Linked DNA regions of Rattus norvegicus: region 1 is linked to region 2. Evidence: chromatin contacts called from public Hi-C data. All regions are on one chromosome and are shown on one strand. The core of a region is the stretch at or near the end of the contact, and the rest is flanking DNA. Distances in the headings are between cores, read along the strand shown. Region 1 overlaps Agpat3 (1-acylglycerol-3-phosphate O-acyltransferase 3). Region 2 has its middle 24 kb from the start of Agpat3.

What was found. Hi-C and Micro-C count contacts between places; a contact is called where the count stands out from the background.
Region 1: a contact with region 2 is called in a Hi-C map of psoas muscle, with 9 times the contacts expected there. The contact joins two enhancer-like sites. A contact is called at or near these places in 4 of 12 Hi-C or Micro-C datasets (the A7r5 cell line, Schwann cells, liver and 1 more).

What each region holds. Positions count from the first base shown.
Region 1 is chr20:10,402,735-10,406,958 of GRCr8, forward strand. Agpat3 (1-acylglycerol-3-phosphate O-acyltransferase 3) reads left to right here. Exons shown (of 9, transcript NM_001106378.1): 7 at 4,099-4,174. Among named protein-coding and RNA genes, the nearest start is that of Agpat3, 21 kb to the left of the region's middle. Within about 2 kb of position 2,722, at least 4 of the 93 cell types and tissues checked have an H3K27ac peak or open chromatin away from gene starts, as enhancers often do.
Region 2 is chr20:10,357,532-10,361,937 of GRCr8, forward strand. It overlaps a transcript of Agpat3 not described here. Among named protein-coding and RNA genes, the nearest start is that of Agpat3, 24 kb to the right of the region's middle. Within about 2 kb of position 3,045, at least 4 of the 93 cell types and tissues checked have an H3K27ac peak or open chromatin away from gene starts, as enhancers often do.

The sequences.
Region 1 (4,224 bases), core at 1,472-3,971, 45 kb after region 2:
GTTACAAAAGAAGGACGCAGGAAGACGCAGGGACCTCTCTCCCGTCCATTCTTCATTCTCTCCTATCTAGTGATGGGGTGAAACAGGCGGAGGGAGGGACACGGGGTGGGAAAAAGAAGGAAGTAGCAGAGACCAGCTAGAGTGAGCAGTGAGCCCACCGGCCTTTTCCTCCTGACTTTGTGAACAGCTGGAGGCCCAGGACCGCAATCTGGTCCTGGGAAACACCCTGGGTTGGAGTCAAGTGAGCCTACGGTCTTCTCCTTCATATTGGTCAGCCTCCAGCAGGGAAGCCGACCCCAGGGGGACTACGGTGATTACTTCTGAGCCTTAGGTGGTTTCCATGGCCAGGTGTGTTGGTCAGCTTCCTCTCACCGTAACACCTACCTGAGATAATTAACTTACAAAGAAGAGACTTTGTCTAGACTTAGGAGTTTAATAGTTTCAGTCCACAGTTGAGTTTCTGTTGCTTTGGTCCAGTGTAGGGTCAGCACGCTATGGCAGGAACACACCCAGGGCTGAATATAGCAATCACTCCATCAGTCAGTTGGCTAAAGAGGGAGGGCTGGGGCACTGACCCCTCAGAGATGGCCATGACCAAGGACCTCCCACCGGCCCATTTTTTTTTTCAAGTAGGACCAGGATTGTAGGAAACCAAAATGCTAATACATGATTTTTGAGAGACAGTGGAGAACAAAAGAACAACTTTAAGGTAGATGACAGTGACTGAGAATCTGGCCGTGTCCGGAGGTGAGTCCCCTCAGAGGCCAGTCATGCTCCTGTCCTCTGGCTTAACTGCCCCAGGTCAGAGCCAGACCGTGGCTGGGTGGCCATATTCCCCCCCCCCCCCCGTCCAGCTGCTCAGTCACCCATCAAGCTGAAGTGTCCCGCATGGGCACCCAGCTATGACAAGGGAGGCCTCCTCTCTCTGCCCTTTCCTCTGTGATATGCTGATTCTGTAGAGACGTCGAACTGCGTTTCAACAGACAGCTTCGAGCTCGCAGAAGCCTTGGCTGGTATGTGCTCTTGAGCACGGACTTTGTCCAAGTGTACTGTTCCTGCCACCCAGCATACCTCCGCAGTCACGGCCAAGGGCCTTCCCCCATGCCTCCCTCAAGGGAGACAGAACTCTCGGGGTTGTGATGGGGCAGGCCTGCATTACATAGCCCCAAAGGACCTCTGTTCTTTGTGCTGTCATGTTGGCTAGCTTTGCGATGGCAGTTGTTCCTGGAAAGTTCAGGGTAGCAGGTTCAAGCTCTAGCTGCCATGAGCAGGAAGACTACCATGTGTCTATCTTGTCATCTTACTTCAATAATGTGTATTATGTAGTAGTGCACATGCATATATGGTAACACACATACACACACATACATATACATACACACACACCCATACACACACATACACACACATCACACAACACACATACATACATACACACACACATACACATACACACACACCCATACACACATACATATACATACACACACACCCATACACACCCATACACATATACACACACACCCATACACACACCCATACACACACATACACATACATACACACACACTCATACACACACACCCATACACACACATACACACACATACACATACACACACACCCATACACACACACACATACACATACACACACACTCATACACACACACCCATACACACACACCCATACACACACATACACACACACACCCATACACACACATACACATACATACACACACACTCATACACACACACTCATACACACACACCCATACACACATATACACACATACACACACACCCATACACACCCATACACACACACACACACACACACACACACACACACCAGGAGACCCATGAACTAGGTCTGAACCTTGTGGTCCTCTTGCTATAGGAGGTGCCCTCCTGCTCCACCCCCGACTGTGAGCCATCTGTGCCAAACCCTCTCCCACGCAGTCCCCAGCATGTGGCTGGAACCCTCGGGAGGTATAAATATGAATATTTTATCTGCTAAGATGCTGTTGCCTCTGACCCTGATGTGCCCGTAAGCCTGCAGCAGTGCTCTGTGGAGCATCATGTTCTGTGGCCCTGGGCTCCACCAGTGCTGTGCTGAGGTGAAGAGGTCCCTAGACACAGCCCACACAGCCACAACCCCTCAGGGCCTCCATTTTAAATGTACAGGTTTGTCTCAACCTGTGAACCTTTCACATGGTTTTTTTCCTCTGAAAGAAAGGGCCACCTGTGGGCCACCATGGTGGCCATCCAAGCCCCTCTCCAGAGTTCACCAGTTTCCCCCTTATTCCAAGTTCCATTACCCACAAGCAAATGAAGTCTGAAAACACTAAGCAGAAATTTCCAGAAGCAAGCTATCTGTTTGGGGACTTTAAATCCTCCCTCTGTCACCCTGGGTGCAAAGCCTTGTCTGGTGTATAAGCTTGTGTAAGCCACCCTCCTAACGTCATTCACACAGACTCATGGTGTTTGTGTTTAAAAGTAACTTAATGGCTTCAGAGCACAAGGGGTGTGAAACGAAGGGAACACTCAGGTGTGGAGCACGGCACACCAGAAAACAGTGTGCAGAGGGGGCTGAACGCTTAAGGTGTCAGATGTCCTTGGGACTTGGGATCTGTGCTCCCAGAGGAGGACCATGATCACCCCAGTCCTTGCTAACCTGTGTGAACCTAAGTGCTCTGCGCCACCTCCTGGCTTCCAGAGGTACTGCAATTCCCTGTGGAAAGCAGGCTGCGCCTGTCTGGTGCCCAGGCTTGCACGAAGCCTGCTCTGCCATAGAACCTGTTGAGGAGCTCCTCATTCTCTGACGCCACATCCAATTTCTGACTGACAGAAATATGCCACCTGTCTAGCTTGCTTTTTTGTCTGCCTGTTGGTCTGTCCTTCCTTTCTTTCCAACAGTAGTTATATTTTGAGATGGGACTTTTCCTATGTAGCCCTGGGTGGCCTGGAACTTGACATGTAGACCACAATAGCTATGACCCTCTCTCTGCGTCCCAAGTGCTGGGATTAAATGCGCGTGCTGCCATGTCCAGCGCTAAGTCTTGTGTTTTGTTTTATGTTGGTTTTTGGAGACAAGAGTTTCTCCCAGTAGCCCTGGCTGTCGTGGAACGGACTCTGTCACTCAGGCTGACCTCGAACTCAGAGATCCTCCTATCTCTGCCTCCCGAGTGCTGGAATTAAAGGTGTGCACTACCACACACTTGGCTCTAGCCTTTTAAAGTTCATGATGGTTATGTGGAAGAGTCCGAGAGCTGGCTCTCCCTACAGGTGGCAGTATTGTTTGTTGCAGACTAGAGCCAGATGATCGTAAAGCATTTTTACTGTCATTGACAGCCATCCTTTCCCCACCATATGTTTGACCTAACATCCTGGTGACTATCAGAACCGTACAATGTACTCCTAGCAAACCACCAGCTCCCAGTAACCCAAAGGCGAGGATGCTATGGGATAGGCTCTGAGACCTGAGGTAGAGGGCCCTTGCTGTACCCCACCACCTGTAACTCCTACCAATGCCATCCATATGTACTTTAGAACTTTCCTCATTCCACAACTAATAAAAATCTCACGTAACTACTCACAGTAGAAAATGGCATTTTGGGAAACTTCACTATGTGGTTTGGGGTCACAGCTTCTCGTAGCTGTCAATCATTGAAGGTGACAGTCAAGGTCAAATGCCACAGATCCTTGCCCTTGGTTGTCTCCAACAGGATGTGTGTTGGGGAAGACCAAGGCCACTGCAGTCACCCTATGAGGAAGTAGAGGCATGGTCTGCCAGGCAGATGACTCACAAGGGTCCCCAGACATAGAGGCATCTTTCAGCCCTCATGTGGGGGATGGCTTGGCCTTGCCCAGAAGGTTCCAGCATGCCAGATGACTGACTGACTGGTTGTTTCAGAAATTAAGAATGAGGCCTGACGCAAGGCCCTGGGTTCGGTCCCCAGCTCCGAAAAAAAGAACCAAAAAAAAAAAAAAAAAAAGAATGAGGCCTGAGTAGGGAGCCTCAGGTGGTCTCACCTGTGTCACTTGCTCCCTCCCAGTGTAGGGCAGGTGTCCATTCACTCTTTACACTTTACAGGAGGTTCCCCCTGGAAGATATCCCAGCAGACGAGACCGGCGCGGCCCAGTGGCTTCACAAGCTGTACCAGGAGAAGGTAAAGGCTCCTGCTTGCCCTTGTCTCACCTCCAAAGCAGGCTGGGGCAG
Region 2 (4,406 bases), core at 1,795-4,294:
CAGCCGAATTAGCAGTTTGGAGGGGGTGGGGAATAGGAGATGTGTGTGTGTGTGGTCACCCAGGGACACAGAGGACTCCAGTAAGTGTGGCCAGCCCTGAGCGGAGTCCGTCTGCGTCTGTAACAGTCAGAGATACTTCCCAGCCTAAATGGCAAGCTCAGGTTGTTTCCAGTCAGGCTGGGAAGCGGGCAGGAGTCTTCGGAGGAGTGGGACTTTCTAGATGGGATCTTGATTGTGTCTCTCAGAACAATGGGGGACAATCCTCTCTCGGGTCTGTGAGCTGCAGCCCAGGTGTGTTTCCCTGGTGACAAAGGTCTCAGACAGAGTCTGAGGTTGCAGGGAGGGAGTAGGTGCTGGGTGGATACTGGAGGCCCAGGGTTCTCTGCAGAGCAGAGAAGAGGAAATAGGCGAAGGCTACAGAGGGGCTCACTGTGCAGCGCTGTGTCTTGCTGTGAAGGGCAGAGATTATCTCTGTATTCTGAAGAGGTTACGTGAGGGGAGAGCAAAGGGCGCAGACATCGCCCTGACAGGCTGTCTGAAAATGGCAGACATCTTGCAAAGGGAGGCACTTTTCTTGAAAGAAGAGATGAGTCTTATCAGTGCTGGGTGGGTGGGTAGAATGTCGCCATGCAGACACAAAGGTAGGAGCCTGGCGTGTGCGTTAACTCTGTTCTCAACACTTAAATTTTAATTATAGAAGTAGCATATGCTTGTAGACATTGAACCAGAACCAAATATAATAAATAAAGCTATATTCCTCACTCCATCCAGGATCTTACTCTTCTGGGAGGATCCACAAACCCAGAGTGGTTTGTAATTAATCTTCCAGAACTCATAAAAAGCTCCGAGAAACATACAAGCAGATGGTGTCAGCAGAGTGCTTACCCAGCACGTATGAAGCCTTGGGATTGACCCCCGAACACTGCATACATCTGCATGATGACTGTGCCTGAAGTCAGTGCACTCGGGAGACAGAGGCAGGAGAGTCAGGAGATCAAGGTCTTCCTCCGTTACATGTCAAGTGTGAGAACAGCCTGGGCTTGGGCTAGGCTATACCTTGTTTCAAACAATCATACACATTTTTTTTTTTTTTTGGTTCTTTTTTTCGGAGCTGGGGACCGAACCCAGGGCCTTGCGCTTCCTAGGTAAGCACTCTACCACTGAACTAAATCCCCAGCCCCAATCATACATTTTTATAAAGACAGCCAAACAGTTACTAAGTGCGGTTCTGTGAAGCCTCTGCAGCTGGATCCCGTCAGTTCCCACAGACCTGCCTCCTTTTAAAAAGCTCTTCTTGGCGGGCAATGGTGGCATACCCCTTTAATTCCGGTGTTTGGGGGGCAGAGGCAGATGGCTCTCCAAGTTCGAGGCCAGCCTGGTCTCATAGTGAGTTCTAGAACAGCCAGGGCTGACCCACAGAGAAGCTCTGTCTCAAACAGCAACTAAAAGCCCATCTTGGTTCACTAACATCCTGAAGTGTGTGTTTATTACAGTGTGTTCTCAATCGTGCCTACGCCTGTAGGCTCTGGGATGGCTTAAGACCGTTGACTGGAATGGCCCCTTTACTCATGCCTCTGGTTTAGAGAGCAGTGATGAGCTGGCCTGCTCATCTTCCCATGAGGGCCAGCTAGGGCCAGAGGCCATCTGTTCAAATAATGTGGCAGACTCAGCCCTCACAACCCTGCAGGCTGCCCCAGTAAGCTGCCTCCATGGAAGTGGACTTTGCCTTCCCTGTTCTATAGAGCTGACTCTCTGCACCTGTCCCTCCAGCTGGTGCTGTTTGTAAGTTTCTCTGGTGACAAGTGGCTTCGGGAGGAGAGTGGTCTGGCCACGGACACCTTTCCACTGAGGACTGTCTGCTACCTGCACGGTGGCCCCATGTGTAGAATACAGGTAAAGGGCTGAACATGTGCACTTTTCTGGTACCTCTGACCTGTGTGGATGGCATCCATCAGCAAGGTCTCCTCCTGCAACCCTCTGCAGGCCACGCCAGATGCACCCCCTGCCTCCATCTGCTGCGTTTGGCCTCGTGGTTGCTCTGATTGAGTGTCGTGGGTCTTGTCTCATGGCTACCATCTGCTAGGTTCTGCTCATCACATAGGAAGCTGAGGCTACATCTGAACATGGTCTCTACAGTGCTAGCACACCTGACCTTTAGTCAGGGTCAGCTTTATATGGAGTGGGGCTCTGGGTAAAACTATGGGAGGTGACATCTGCAATGTGTCCTGGTCATCCTCGTTGGCGGGGACTTTGCCTTTCCCCTGATCACCCAGTGTGGGCTGGAATCAGGAGGCGAACTCACAGGAACTCAGGGGACATGGAGGAGTGTGTGTCTCCACTACACACTATAAGGCAGATGCTACTGTGTGAGGCCACACTGTGTTTCTCTACTTCACTGTCTTCCTGGAGGGAAGATAATTTTCCTGTATGAGGTATGCTAGCTGCTGTGTAGAACCCCCCCCCAGCAGAGGTAGCGTGGAACCCAGAGGAGAAGGCTATGTGCACAGAGGGTGTGGCACTCTGGACTCCCACGAGGGAAGCCTCATGGGAAGCTTTGTTTCTTACCCTGGCTTTAACAATGTCTTGGACTTCCTGAAACCATCCCATCACTGACACTCTATATTTTTCTCCTCTGATCTCTGTTAAGGTGAGTGCCAGTGATCCCCCTGCCTCAGCCTCCTGCATGCTGAGACTGCAGACAAGTCCAGCCTTACCAGTTCCTCCCTCCTGTCCCTCTTTAGTGCAATGGCTGCGGATGGGTCTAGAACAGGTCCCTGTGACAGGTGGCTTTTCCTAGCATTCATAGAGCTATCCTGTTCTTCCTCTCCCTTTATCCTTTATTGTCATGGTCCCATGGATTGATTTGCTGTAGCTCACCTTCCCATGTCCTGGACACGGCAGCTTCGATGGCGTTTTGGTTTGCTGCATAAGGCTGGGGCCAATCTGTAGGCTGTCTTGTCTGCTCCTGGCTGAGGCAGACCTTTCCAAGGGTCCTCCTCTCTTGGTCCTGGCACTTTCCGTGTCTCCTCTCAGTAATGTGCTGACCGGAGCACAGATGCCTCTGGCAGACGGCAGAGTAGAAGTGTCAGCTCGGATGACTTACCATCATACATATGTGGAGTGTTTCAAATTGACTGCTGCACCGCTGTCTAATCAGAAAGTAGGTTTGAACTGTCAGGCTGCTGTCCAGTGTTCACGCAGAAGAAGCGCCATGCATCCATTGCGTGTCTTCAGAGCTAAACATGGACGAGCTGTCACCTCAGAGTGCTGCCAGCTCGGCTGGCCAAGCTCCTCCACCCCTCTGGTTCCCACAGGTCCCCTCCCCTTCTTCCAAGGTGTTCCCTAAGCTCCCTAGGGAGGGATTGGATGGAGAGCTATGACCTGGGCTCTTTTCACCTAATGTGTGGCTTCTGGGTTTCAGTATCCTCTCCCATCAGCTGCTGAGGCAGCCTCTCTGACTGGACTAGCGCTGAGCTGTGAGGGTAGCAGAATGTGATCAGGGGTCATTTCATTAATTTCTCTCTCTCTCTCTCTCTCTCTCTGTCTCTTTCTCTCTCTGTCTCTTTGTCTCTTGCTGTCTTTCTCCCTCCCTCCTCCCTCCTTCTCCCTTCTTCCCTTCTTCCTTCCCTTTTCCTTGCCAGTCATATTTTGTCCTACCCAAGGCCTCTGAGCTGTCCAGCCTCCCGTTCCTGGTCATTCAGGCAGTGATTGCGCCTGGGCTCCCTCTTGTGGTGTGAGCTTCTAATTAGATCAGCCATTGCTTGGCCATTCCTAGGGGCTGTGCCACCAGTGCCCCAGCGCGCCTTATAGGGGTTGAAGGTTTTGTTACTGTGTTGGTGTCCCAGTCCCACACAGGAAGGCTTGCTTGGTTACAGAAGATGACTGGTTTAGGCTCCATATCCTAGGAGTCCTCACTAGGGTCGCCTCGGTAGATTTCAGGGAGTTTCTGCTGCACTAGGTTTCCAGATTGTCCTCCCAAATGTCCCCCAATTCCAGCTGTTTCTTCTAGTACTCTTTCCCTCCACCCCTCCCCACCAGATCCCACCTAGTCCTATCCCCATCCCCAGTCTGCCTGCAAAATCTATTTCTCCTGCCCAGGGAGCTCTATGCGGCTGTCCCCCCCACCCCACCCCGCAGAGCCTTTCATGTTACTTAGCCTCTCTGGGTCTGTGGATTATAGCGTGGTTATCCTTTACTTAGCAGCTCATATTCACTTATAAGTGAGTACCTGCCGTGCCTGTCTTCCTGGGTCTGGGTTACCTTACTCTGAATTTTTTTCTAGTTCTATTCATTTGCCTAATTGCGTAATTTTTTGTTTTTACAGCTGAATGATAGTTCATTGTGTGAATGAATTACATTTTCTTTATCCATTCTTCTGTTGAGAAGACAGCTAGGTCGTTTCCGGT